Regions from separate parts of the Danio rerio genome. Here region 1 is linked to region 2. The links are chromatin contacts, called in public Micro-C maps. All regions are on one chromosome and are shown on one strand. Each heading gives the region's core, a stretch centred on a gene start, on an enhancer-like site or on the middle of the called end of the contact. The rest is flanking DNA. Distances are from core to core; before and after follow the strand shown.

Region 1 (6,110 bases), core at 821-3,320, 100 kb before region 2:
TTTTTTATTTTAGATTATATTTATTACTATATTATATTTTATTATTTTATATTATTTATATTATTATTATTATATTATATTAGTATATTACATTATATTATATTAGTATTATATTATATTTTATTATTTTATATTATGTTATATTGTATTGTATTATATTATATTATTTTATTTTATATTATTTTATACTATATTATAATATATTATTTTTATTATATTATATTATTTTATATTATATTATATTATATTTAATTATATTATATTTTATAATATAATATTATTTTAGTATTATATTATATTAGTATTACATTATATTATTTTTTATTTTATATTATAATATTTAATACTATATTATATTTTATTATTTTGTATTATATTATATTAGCATTATATAATATTAGTATTATATTATAATATTTTATATTATATTATAATATATTATATTATTATATTATATTAGTATATTATATTATTTTTTATTATATTATTTTATATTATATCATATTATATTAATTTATATAATATTATATTAATAAATATTATATTAGTATTATTATATATTGTATATTATATTATATTAGTATTATATTAGTATTATACATTATATCATATTAGTATTATTATGTATTATATTATATTAATATTATACTATACTATATTATATTATCATATCATATTATATTATATTATATTATACTATATTATATTATATTTTTTATTTTATATTATATTATACTATATATTATATTTTTATATTATATCATATTATATTATATTATATTAGTATTATTATACATTGTATCATATTAGTATTATTATGTATTATATTATACTATATTATATTATATTATATTATATTATATTATATTATACTATATTATATTATAATATATTATGTTTTATTATATTATATTACAGTATATTATATTATATTATATTATATTAGCTTTCAAAAATGTTAAACTTAACTGTAATAATTTAAATAACTGTATTAAAGATATTTATTTAAAACAATCCAAACATTCAACAATAAACATGTACAATAATATACATTTTATATGAATATTACAATAATTAATCATATAAAAAATAGAATATAGCATTTATTTACCATGTAATAATTCCAACATACTAAGAGAACTGAATTATTATTAATACTAATATTAAACAGACTGGTCACACTTATTTATAGTAAGGTTTTTATTTGTTATTGTCCTTTAATGTAGGCTATTTACTAACATAAAAACTAATACTTCTCAGCGTTTAATAATTAATAAAATATACTTGTTAACATTAGCTAATGCACTCACTGAACTATTGTGATAACATGAGCAGACATTAACTAATACAACCTTATTGTCAAACCAATATTTGCAACAATAAAACCTACATGTTGAATACAAATAATTAATAAAAAGATCAATAAAAAAATAATAATAATTAAAATGATAAAAATATACACACCTAAAAATAAAAGTTCATAACTTAATAACATGATTGTATTATTGTAAGAAATCACTTTAAACATATTTATTTACAGCTTGATAGGTTTTTCCTACTTCTTTTCTTCTTTCTTTGTGATTATATATGTATTTTAGGGGGAAAGTTAACTAATATTTATAAAACTAATTTATTTTTATTAATATTTAAAGAAAAAGTTATTTATATTTAATAAAAAAGTGTATACACTAACTACAGTCTTGTTGCCTATCTAACTATTAGGAGCAACAAATAATAAGTTTATTATATGTTATTTGTTATTACATGTTATTATATAAATAAGTTTAATATGTGTATTTAACTGCTTGTTTGTTTGTCGGTTTGTTTGCACATACACATTTTAGACTGTGAAGCAAGTGCAGAAGACCCTCATATAAACCGACCTCTGCTTCCGAGCTGACGGTTCGAGTGGTGACTCCCACTGTGTAAATCCCTCCATTGGCGTCTTCGTGGATCTTGATGTTGGATTTCTTGACTTCTCGGGTGGAGTCGAACAGGTCCAGCACCTCCTCATTGTAGAGCTGCGAAACAAAACACCGCGCCTCAGACAGCTGAAGACATGCAGCGCTGCTTAGGTAATTCATTAGCCAAGCTCAGACACGCATGCTAACATCGCAAACGTCTACACAGCTCTGCCAAAGACAGCTGTGTTATTTGTGGCTCATTATCAGCACCACCCTAAAATGACACTGCAGTTATCAGAGGACAGATTTAACCCGCAGAGCTGATACGGAGAGATAACCACACATCTGCACTTACGTTAACTAGCGCCTTTGGATTTTACAAGACATCTTATAGTTTTTTGTGGCCTAAAATGAATGAATTTATAGAGGATTTTTTTTTCAATTTCAGACATAAAATGGCATGATGTCTAATATGCTAACTGATTTGCTGTCAAAAGCTTGACGTCTGTTTGACATCCACATATTAATGCCCTGTTGATAGCCAAAAATAACGAGACTAAAGTTTTATAATATAAGAAAGTTTTTGTTTATCTGAAAGCTTCAATTACAAATTACACTGGATTCACTTCCCTACAACGCATGTAAACTACCTTGATGTCAAAAAACAAAACAAAAAAAAAACATCAAACATAAACATCTAACATTGGTCTTAAAAGCATAAAACATGGACATTTACTATTGGGGTTAAAAACACATCAAAAACAGACATTAATATTAGTGTCAAAACGCATATAAAAAAATTGACATCTAACATAAAAAACAGCGTAAAAAACACGTCAAAACTTGAAACCTAACATTGGCATAAAAAGCCACGTCAAAACGTGATATAACACGTCAAGAATTTAAATCTAACATCGTCGTAAAAAACATGTAAAATTGACATCTATCATCGCCATAAAAAAAACATGTCAAAAATTGACATGTAACATTGCCGTAAAAAAAAAACATGTCAAAAATTGACATGTAACATTGCCGTAAAAAAAACACGTCAAAAATTTACATGTAACATTGCCGTAAAAAAAACATGTAAAAAATTGACATGTAACATTGCCGTAAAAAAAACACGTCAAAAATTTACATGTAACATTGCCGTAAAAAAAAAAAACATGTCAAAAATTGATATGTAACATTGCCGTAAAAAAAACACGTCAAAAATTTACATGTAACATTGCCGTAAAAAAAAACACATCAAAAATTGACGTAACATTGCCATAAAAAACACATAAAAAATTGACATAACACTGTCGTAAAAAAAAACACGTCAAAAATTGACATGTAATATTGCCGTAAAAAAACACGTCAAAAATTGACATGTAACATTGCCGTAAAAAAAAAAAACATGTCAAAAATTGATATGTAACATTGCCGTAAAAAAAACACGTGAAAAATTTACATGTAACATTGCCGTAAAAAAACATGTCAAAAATTGACATGTAACATTGCCGTAAAAAAAACACGTGAAAAATTTACATGTAACATTGCCGTAAAAAAAAAAACATGTCAAAAATTGATATGTAACATTGCCGTAAAAAAAACACGTCAAAAGTTTACATGTAACATTGCCGTAAAAAAAACACATCAAAAATTGACGTAACATTGCCATAAAAAACACATAAAAAATTGACATATAACACTGTCGTAAAAAAAAACACGTCAAAAATTGACATGTAACATTGCCGTAAAAAAACACGTCAAAAATTGACATGTAACATTGCCGTAAAAAAAACACGTCAAAAATTTACATGTAACATTGCCGTAAAAAAAAAACATGTCAAAAATTGATATGTAACATTGCCGTAAAAAAAACACGTGAAAAATTTACATGTAACATTGCCGTAAAAAAAAACACGTCAAAAATTGACATGTAACATTGCCATAAAAAACACATAAAAAATTGACATATAACACTGTCGTAAAAAAAACACGTCAAAAATTGACATGTAACATTGCTGTAAAAAAAACACGTCAAAAATTTACATGTAACATTGCCGTAAAAAAAAAAACATGTCAAAAATTTACATGTAACATTGCCGTAAAAAAAACATGTCAAAAATTTACATGTAACATTGCCGTAAAAAAAAACATGTCAAAAATTGATATGTAACATTGCCGTAAAAAAAACACGTCAAAAATTTACATGTAACATTGCCGTAAAAAAAAACACGTCAAAAATTGACATGTAACATTGCCATAAAAAACACATAAAAAATTGACATATAACACTGTCGTAAAAAAAAACACGTCAAAAATTGACATGTAACATTGCCGTAAAAAAAACACGTCAAAAATTTACATGTAACATTGCCGTAAAAAAACATGTCAAAAATTGACATGTAACATTGCCGTAAAAAAAAAACATCAAAAATTGACATGTAACATTGCCATAAAAAACACATAAAAAATTGACATATAACACTGTCGTAAAAAAAAACACGTCAAAAATTGACATGTAACATTGCCGTAAAAAAAGTGTAAAAAATTTACATGTAACATTGCCGTAAAAAAACACGTCAAAAATTGACATGTAACATTGCCATAAAAAAACACATAAAAAATTGACATGTAACATTGCCGTAAAAAAAACACGTCAAAAATTTACATGTAACATTGTCGTAAAAAAAAAGTCAAAAATTTACATGTAACATTGTCGTAAAAAAAAACACGTCAAAAATTGACATGTAACATTGCCGTAAAAAAAACACGTCAAAAATTTACATATAACATTGTCGTAAAAAAAAGTCAAAAATTTACATGTAACACTGTCGTAAAAAAAAAACACGTCAAAAATTGACATGTAACATTGCCATAAAAAACACGTCAAAAATTGATATCTAACACTGCCATAAAAACACAGAAAAAATTTACATATAACACTGTCGTAAAAAAAAAAAACACGTCAAAAATTGACACGTAACATTGCCATAAAAACACGTCAAAAATTGATATCTAACACTGCCATAAAAACACAGAAAAAATTGACATATAACACTGTCGAAAAAAAAAACACGTCAAAAATTGACATGTAACATTGCCATAAAAAACACGTCAAAAATTGATATCTAACACTGTCGTGAAAACACATAAAAAATTGTCATATAACATTGCCATTAAAAAAACAAATCAAAAATTGACATGTAACATTGCCATAAAAAAGCACGTCAAAAATTGACATATAACATTGCCATTAAAAAACGTCAAAACTTGATATCTAACATTGTCGTAAATAAAAAACGTATAAAACTTGACATGAGAAAAAAATTGAAAAAACATAAAAAATTTAGATCTAACATTGTCGTAAAAAAAACATGTCAAAAATTAATATCTAACATTGGCGGAAAAAAAAGTCAAAAACTGACATCTTACATTGTCTTAAAAAAACATTTAAAAACTTGATATCTAACATTGGCAGGGAAAAAGTCAAAAATTGACATCTAACATTGTCTTAAAAAACACGTCAACTTGATATCTAACATTGTGGTAAAAAAAACATATAAAATTGACATTTAACATTGTCGTAAAAAAACCATTTCAAAACTTGATATCTAACATTGGCAAAAAAAAAAAAACACTCAAAAATTGACATTTAACATTGGCTTTAAAAAAAGTCTAAAAATGAACATCTAATAATGGCGTAAAAAACTAAAAAAATATAATTAACATTGGCGTCAAAAACACACACACAAAAAAAATCACATGTAATATTGGTGTCAAAAAACATAAACAAATCACATCTAGTATTGGCGTAAAAAAAGTTAAATAATTACATGAAACATTGTCATCAAAACCACCAAACACTGACATCTAATATTGGTCAAAAAACACGCTAAAAATTGACATCTAATATTGGCGTCAAAAAGCACGTTAAAAATTGACATCTAATATTGGCGTCAAAAAGCACGTTAAAAATTGACATCTAATATTGGCGTCAAAAAGCACGTTAAAAATTGACATCTAATATTGGCGTCAAAAAAACGCATCAAACGTTGACATCTAACATTGGCAATAAAAAACATGTTAATAAACGGATCTAATATTGTTGTCAAAATATCAAAAATCAATGAATGATAGTCCTATAATCCTTTGTTGCGGTGTTTTTTGAAGCCAATGTAAGATGTCAATTTTTTATCTCTGTATTAATGACTTGAT
Region 2 (6,219 bases), core at 2,209-4,708:
ATCTATCTATCTATCTATCTATCTATCTATCTATCTATCTATCTATCTATCTATCTATCTATCTATCTATCTATCTATCTATCTATCTATCTATCTATCCATCCATCCATCTATCTGAACTCTATATGATGCAGCTTAAAGGGATAGTTCACCTAAAATGATAACTATATCATAATTTACTTCCCCCTTTGCTTGTAATAATCCTTTATGAGTTTCTTTCTTCTGTTAAACCCAAATTTTAAAAGAAGATGTTACCCATCACAGGTTTTCGGCATTCTTTAAACTACCCTTTTTTTGACATTAACTTTTCATCATAAGAAAATTTAGGAACCACTTGAGGATGAATAAACAGCAACCTGTCATCATTTACTCACCCCTCAAACTAGAAGTTAAGTTAAAAAAGGTTTGAAACTGGTCCCTGGCTGTGCACTGAGTTCAATATTTGTTTTCCCTTCTATATAAAAGTCAATGGTTACCGATTTCAAACATTCTTCAATGTATCTTCTTCTGTGTTCAACAAAAAAAGAGTAGGTTTAGGAGTGAGTAAATGGTCTGTGTTCACTCATTCAATCATTTTCTTGTCGACTTAGTCCCTTTATACTCTGGGGTCGCCACAGTGGAATGAACCGCCAACTTATTCAGCATGTTTTATACACAGCGGATGCCCTTCCAGGCGCAACCCATCTCTAAGAAAATGGTCTGTGTTTTGAATTTTAAGATGAAAATCAAATAACTGCTCCTATTTTTGTTTTTCAATACCTCCCGGCAGGCTCAGGACATCACGTCGTGGGACGTCGCATTTTGGGTGGAAATGAAAATCGTGTTAGCATCAGAACTCAATGTCAGATCGACGTTAATGTCCAACGTCAGACAGACGTTGCGTTTTGGTTACTTTTTAACGCAACCTAAAAACAACAAAATATCAGCGTCTAATGAGGCTACAGCTTGACGTTGTGTGAACGTCACTGTGACGTTTATCAGACGTTAGATTTTGGTTGCCATACCTGACGAATAAATGTCAGTATTTGGCGTCAATATGACGCTGGTTTGAGATGTTGGCTTGACGTTGGATTTTGGTCACTTTCCTATACAACCTAAAAACAACAAAATATCAACGTCTAATTATAATTAAATTAATCAGCGTCTAATGATGTTACAGCTTGACGTTGTGTGGACGTTACCACTACGACATCTATCAGACGTTAGATTTTGGTTGTCATACCTGACGAATAAATATCAGTATTTGGCGTCAATATGACGCTGGTTTAAAATGTTGGCTCTACGCCATTTTGTAGTATGAATAGTGTAAGTAGTGTGTTCACACTGAAAACTCTAAAAATAATAAGTGCACTTCAATTACCCGGATGATGCACTCATTCAGCCGCTAAAATGAAGTGTGGAATGATGGAGACTTCACGCACTCAACGACCGCAGGTTTGCTCACGTAGCGGAAGGGGCGGAGCTATCGGACGCACATGTTGAATAACTTTATTTATTTTGGATGGTGAAAGCAAAATTCTCCTACGAGAGTGATTATAGCGCCTCCCGATGGTGAATGCGGCAATACTCACGGCAGGTATTATTTGATAATTCGGTCGATTATTTCACTGATTTGGCAACCGTCAAACGTCATCAGGGAAACGGTTTGAATTTCCGCTTAGTAAAAAAACATTAGCGTGGCATTTGGGACGCCTCTACATACATATACTATCCTGTTGAGTGTGTAAGTGCATAAGTACATAGTGCATGAGTGTGCCATTTGGGACGCAGCTAATGGTTACCAGTTACATACTTCAAACTATCTTATTTTTTGTTCAACGGAAGAAACAAACTCAAAACAAACTTTTAGAAGTACTTGAGGGTGAATAAACAGTGAGTAAATTTTAATATTTATGTGAACTACCCCTTTAAAGGGACAGTCATCCATCACACTTCTTTTTTTTTCTGTTGAACACAACGAAAACACATTTAAAACCAGTACCCACACTGATTCAATGTTTGTTTCCCCTCTATAAAAGTACATGCACACATTCTTCAAAGTATCTTCTTTAGTGTTCAACAGAAAAAAAGAAGGTTATTTAGTAGTGAGTGAGTGAGTAAACACTCCGTGTTTTGAATTTTAAAACGTACTTGACTTCTTTTTTTCTCCGCGTTTATCAGCGTTCATTTTGGGGTGAACTATCCCTTTAAGACCGGTTTTGTGCTCCTCCACATACAGTACAGTACAGCGTTTCCTCATTTCATGAACAACACCACCACAGCTATTATCTGTTACATAACTCGTGTTTACATAAAGCAGACTTGATCTGAGGCATGTATGGTTCCCCCTTCACCTTGTGTCCCCTATAGAAGGCGATCTCCTCGGCGTTGGCGATGATCCTAGAGTGCACATATCTCAGGTAGCCCTTCCGGTGAGCCTCCTCCGCCACCAGCTTCCCGAAGCGGGGCGAGCAGGCGCGCAGGACCTTCGCCGTGGCGAACACCACCAGACCGGCCAGCAGCGTGGGCCCGCTCGCGTTCGCCCCCCGGGACCGCGCCGTCTGTATCAACGTGTACGAAGTCAGAATCACGTCCAGGATGGGCTTAGTGAGGTTCGAGTACAGATGCGCGATGGACTGCGAGAACATCATCACATCCTCGGTCAGCGACTGGTCGGGGTTCGCCAGCCTCCCGTCCATATTGCTGACCTTATAGTAGGTCTGGTCGGTGAAGTAGGTCTTGTACGCGTGATCCACCAGACGCGTGCGGAACGCGAGCGCCAGCTTGCACTCCAGATAACGGATCGCGCTGTTGACGAATGTCGCCGGTATGGCGATCAGGAGCCATTTCATCAGTTTGATCATGAAGCTCCGCGGCTGCTTCTCCACGATCGTCTTCACTATTTTGCCGTCCAAACCGGCCACGTAAATAGACAAAAACGTCCGTGACACTAACGCCACCGAATGCAAACATAGCAAGCCCAGCTCCTTGGTGATGAACCTCGGGAAAACGATTTTGACCAGTGCGAGAATCTGCTTGAAGAATTCCGCGTCGACACCGGGCGATTTAACGGTGCTCAAAGTCTCCGGTGGAGCTTTGTGGATGGCTAACGAGCCGTTTTCGTGTCCCGCGGCTGGCGTGTGGTTCCTGCTCGTTTTGCGTTGTTGGAGTTGTCTGCAGAGGATGGGGTAGAGGGTTTTCGCCCCGTATGCGGCGGCCGCCAGGAACAGCGCTCTCTTCGCCGCAGTGCTCCGGTCCCATTTCCCCGTTGATGCCGCATGCAGAATGTTGCTCATTTTGTATCCCGCTTTTGCTAAGCTAAGTAGTTCGCTATCTGCAGTTCGTTCCCGGATACATCCATAGGGCCATCCGATGCGTTAATTAGAGAGCGTGTAGATGAATTTCATGGTACCGTGAGGTTGAAGCAGGAGGCAGCGCCGCTAGGTATGATGTTTCCGTCATTCGGGTTTTCCTCATTTGGGTACGCCCCTCTCTTCACGCTGATTGGCTGCAGCGCTTGACGTATTTAAATATAACGGAATGGTCTGATCCAGGGGTTTTCAACCTCTAAATGCAACGGACCTCCAAATATGTTCATCCTCGTGCCCGTGCAAGGAAAACGACCCCCGCAATCTTTGTGTAAATAATAAGAATAAAATGTATATATTTATGCGATATTTAACAGTATTATTTTTTTTACTCGTCATTTATTCATGCATTTTACAGTATTTAAATGAAATGTGTTTTCTATATTTAAATATGCTTTAATGTAATTTTATTTATTTATTTATTTAAATAAATCGCATTTGATTATGGATTTTGTGTCAACTGTTATGATGTTTGGATATATGTATGGATTATATTTATATTATAAGTTTATAAATATTTTTATTTTTGCTTTTTTGACTCCACTGCACCCCTCTGCAACAATCTGAATCATAATTATATTTATTAACAGGTGAAAATAATAAAAACAAAAAAACTGTACATTATTTGTTTGCTTGTTTATTTGTTTGTGTGAGCTCCTTTTACGATTTTATTATTATGTAAATGCCTGAGTTGCACATCAGCACTGAAATAAATTAGTTTATTATTTTCCCTAATAATAATAATAAAATAAATAAACAAACAAAGTTTTGGTTTTGTTTTCAAATAATAATAATAATGATGATGATGATGATGTTTTGTTTTGTTTCCCCAATAATAAAATAAATAATGAACACAAATCTCCCACAAATCTCTCATTTAAATTAAAATTTTTATTGGAAGCTATACAGTATTATATCTGTGCATATACATTAGTTTAGTCAGTACTGAAGCCAAATCTAACAAAATAACTTTTAATAATTTTTTACATTATAGAAAAAGTATTAAATACATTTTTCAAAAATAGAAAGAGATATATATATATATATAATTTTATTGAAATGTTGTAGTTTGTCATTCCTTTTGCACTATTTTGCATGGATTTAAATGTAATATTTTTCCATTTCTAAAGATATTCGCTGACTAACAAATTATTTTATTAAATATATCTGTTTATTTCATGAATCTGTATTGTTTAAATGCACACACACACTTTCATATATATATATATATATATATATATATATATATATATATATATATATATATATATATATATATATATATATATATATATATGATTCAGGAAATTTTCACAGCATGTCTGATAATATTTTTTTCTTCTGGAGAAAGTCTTATTTGTTTTATTCTGGCTAGAATAAAAGCAGTTTTAATTGTTTTTATATTTCAGAGGGGCTTATTATTCTCACTTCAACTGTATATATATATATATATATATATATATATATATATATATATATATATATATATATATATATATATATATAACTGAGAAATGGATACAAATATTCATTTTCAAAATGGGTTGTACTCATATATGCTGAGTGAGCACTGTACATTTATTAATTATTAATAATAATTATTTTTCTTATTTTTTATTTATGAATAATATTATTTTAGCTCAAAGGTAGTTAAAACCCAATTCTTAAAAGAAATAAAATAAAAGAAAGGAAAAAGAAAATGTATTGCTGATGTTGGCTGTGATGATGGTGATGATGATGATGTCATATGACTGAGAGTTCCCTCGCGCGCGAGCACAAACGCTGCACCATCACGCGATTATCTCTTATCTTAATATTAATCTTACACCTTATCAGTATTGACACGTGTCTAATGACACCATAAACATAAAGAGTTAACAACTGTGCGCTGTCAGTATTTTGGTAAAGTTAACTTATCAACAAAGAGAGACCGTGTGTGGGATTTATAACCGTCGTTTATAACCGCAACATGAACTGGGTCGGAGGATCTCGGTCAGTGCTAATCTGCTAACTTCACTTTAGTTTACTAATGACTGACTTTATATCATCATACGATAAGTATTACTTAGAGGTCAACAATGATAGTTTAAACTACGTTGTATAAACTAATTAATTACATAATTCGTCTTATATTTTTCTCATTTTGACTAATTAGGAGCAGGTGTATCAAAAACAAAGACGACACGGCAAGACTGAGAGTGAGTATAATCTTCGAGTTGTTTAAATCGCTTCACATCAATTATTTGATGTTTTTAATACATTTTTTAGTGATAACACATTCATAACTTTCATAAATTGGCTTAATAACCATACTTGAATTACCTCCAGCTATTTGTATGGCGACGTTAACCTTGGTTTGTGAAATGGCGGCAAACAAAATGTCTGCGAAAATTTTTCGGTTTGAATCACATTTCTCATTTAGAGACGGGGTTATACAAAATATTAACCCCCAACAGTAAACCCACCCTTCAAATTTATGCAAAAAATCTCCAGAAATGATCGTTTACAGTGTCAAAAATTATGCTAAGTTATTGATAGTAGCCAAAGACGTAACGTTAACGTTATCATGGCTAGATTCCTGTTCTGTGGTGATTTAAAAAATCATAACAAATTCATTAAAACTGTATTTTAAATAATGTGAGGGGGGAAATTACACTCAGGTAAATTTGTATTAAATAGTAAGGATACAGTGTTTTCATTTTAGTGTTGTTTAAATTTGAAAACTATTCTCTGATTGTCTTTTCTTCCTCAAGGCGTTTTTTCAGAAGCAAAAGATGAAAAGACATACAACTCCAGACTTGAGAAAAACGCAAGAGCAGAGCACCGGAAATGTGGACCTGCTGTCGTTATTCATCGCCAACCAGCTTGCGTC

Evidence for each region. Hi-C and Micro-C count contacts between places; a contact is called where the count stands out from the background.
Region 1: a Micro-C map of caudal fin shows a contact between it and region 2, with 5 times the contacts expected there. The contact joins the enhancer-like site here to the promoter of abcd2 in region 2. A contact is called at or near these places in 2 of 18 Hi-C or Micro-C datasets (caudal fin and hematopoietic stem cells) and 1 of 4 datasets of contacts at active chromatin or transcription factors (embryo).

The regions. Positions count from the first base shown.
Region 1 is chr4:73,107,526-73,113,635 of GRCz12tu, reverse strand. It overlaps si:cabz01066312.1, which reads right to left. Exons shown (of 33, transcript XM_073948068.1): 4 at 1,884-2,021. It also overlaps a transcript of tmem19 not described here. Among named protein-coding and RNA genes, the nearest start is that of si:cabz01066312.1, 50 kb to the right of the region's middle. Within about 2 kb of position 2,070, at least 6 of the 62 cell types and tissues checked have an H3K27ac peak or open chromatin away from gene starts, as enhancers often do. A contact at or near this core is called in caudal fin, where this site is marked.
Region 2 is chr4:73,007,712-73,013,930 of GRCz12tu, reverse strand. It overlaps abcd2 (ATP binding cassette subfamily D member 2), which reads right to left and starts at 3,458. Exons shown (of 10, transcript XM_073948361.1): 1 at 2,334-3,458. The coding sequence starts at 3,275. redic1 (regulator of DNA class I crossover intermediates 1) reads left to right here and starts at 5,007. Exons shown (of 12, transcript XM_068220829.2): 1 at 5,007-5,339; 2 at 5,503-5,545; 3 at 6,101-6,219. The coding sequence starts at 5,317. It also overlaps a transcript of tmem19 not described here.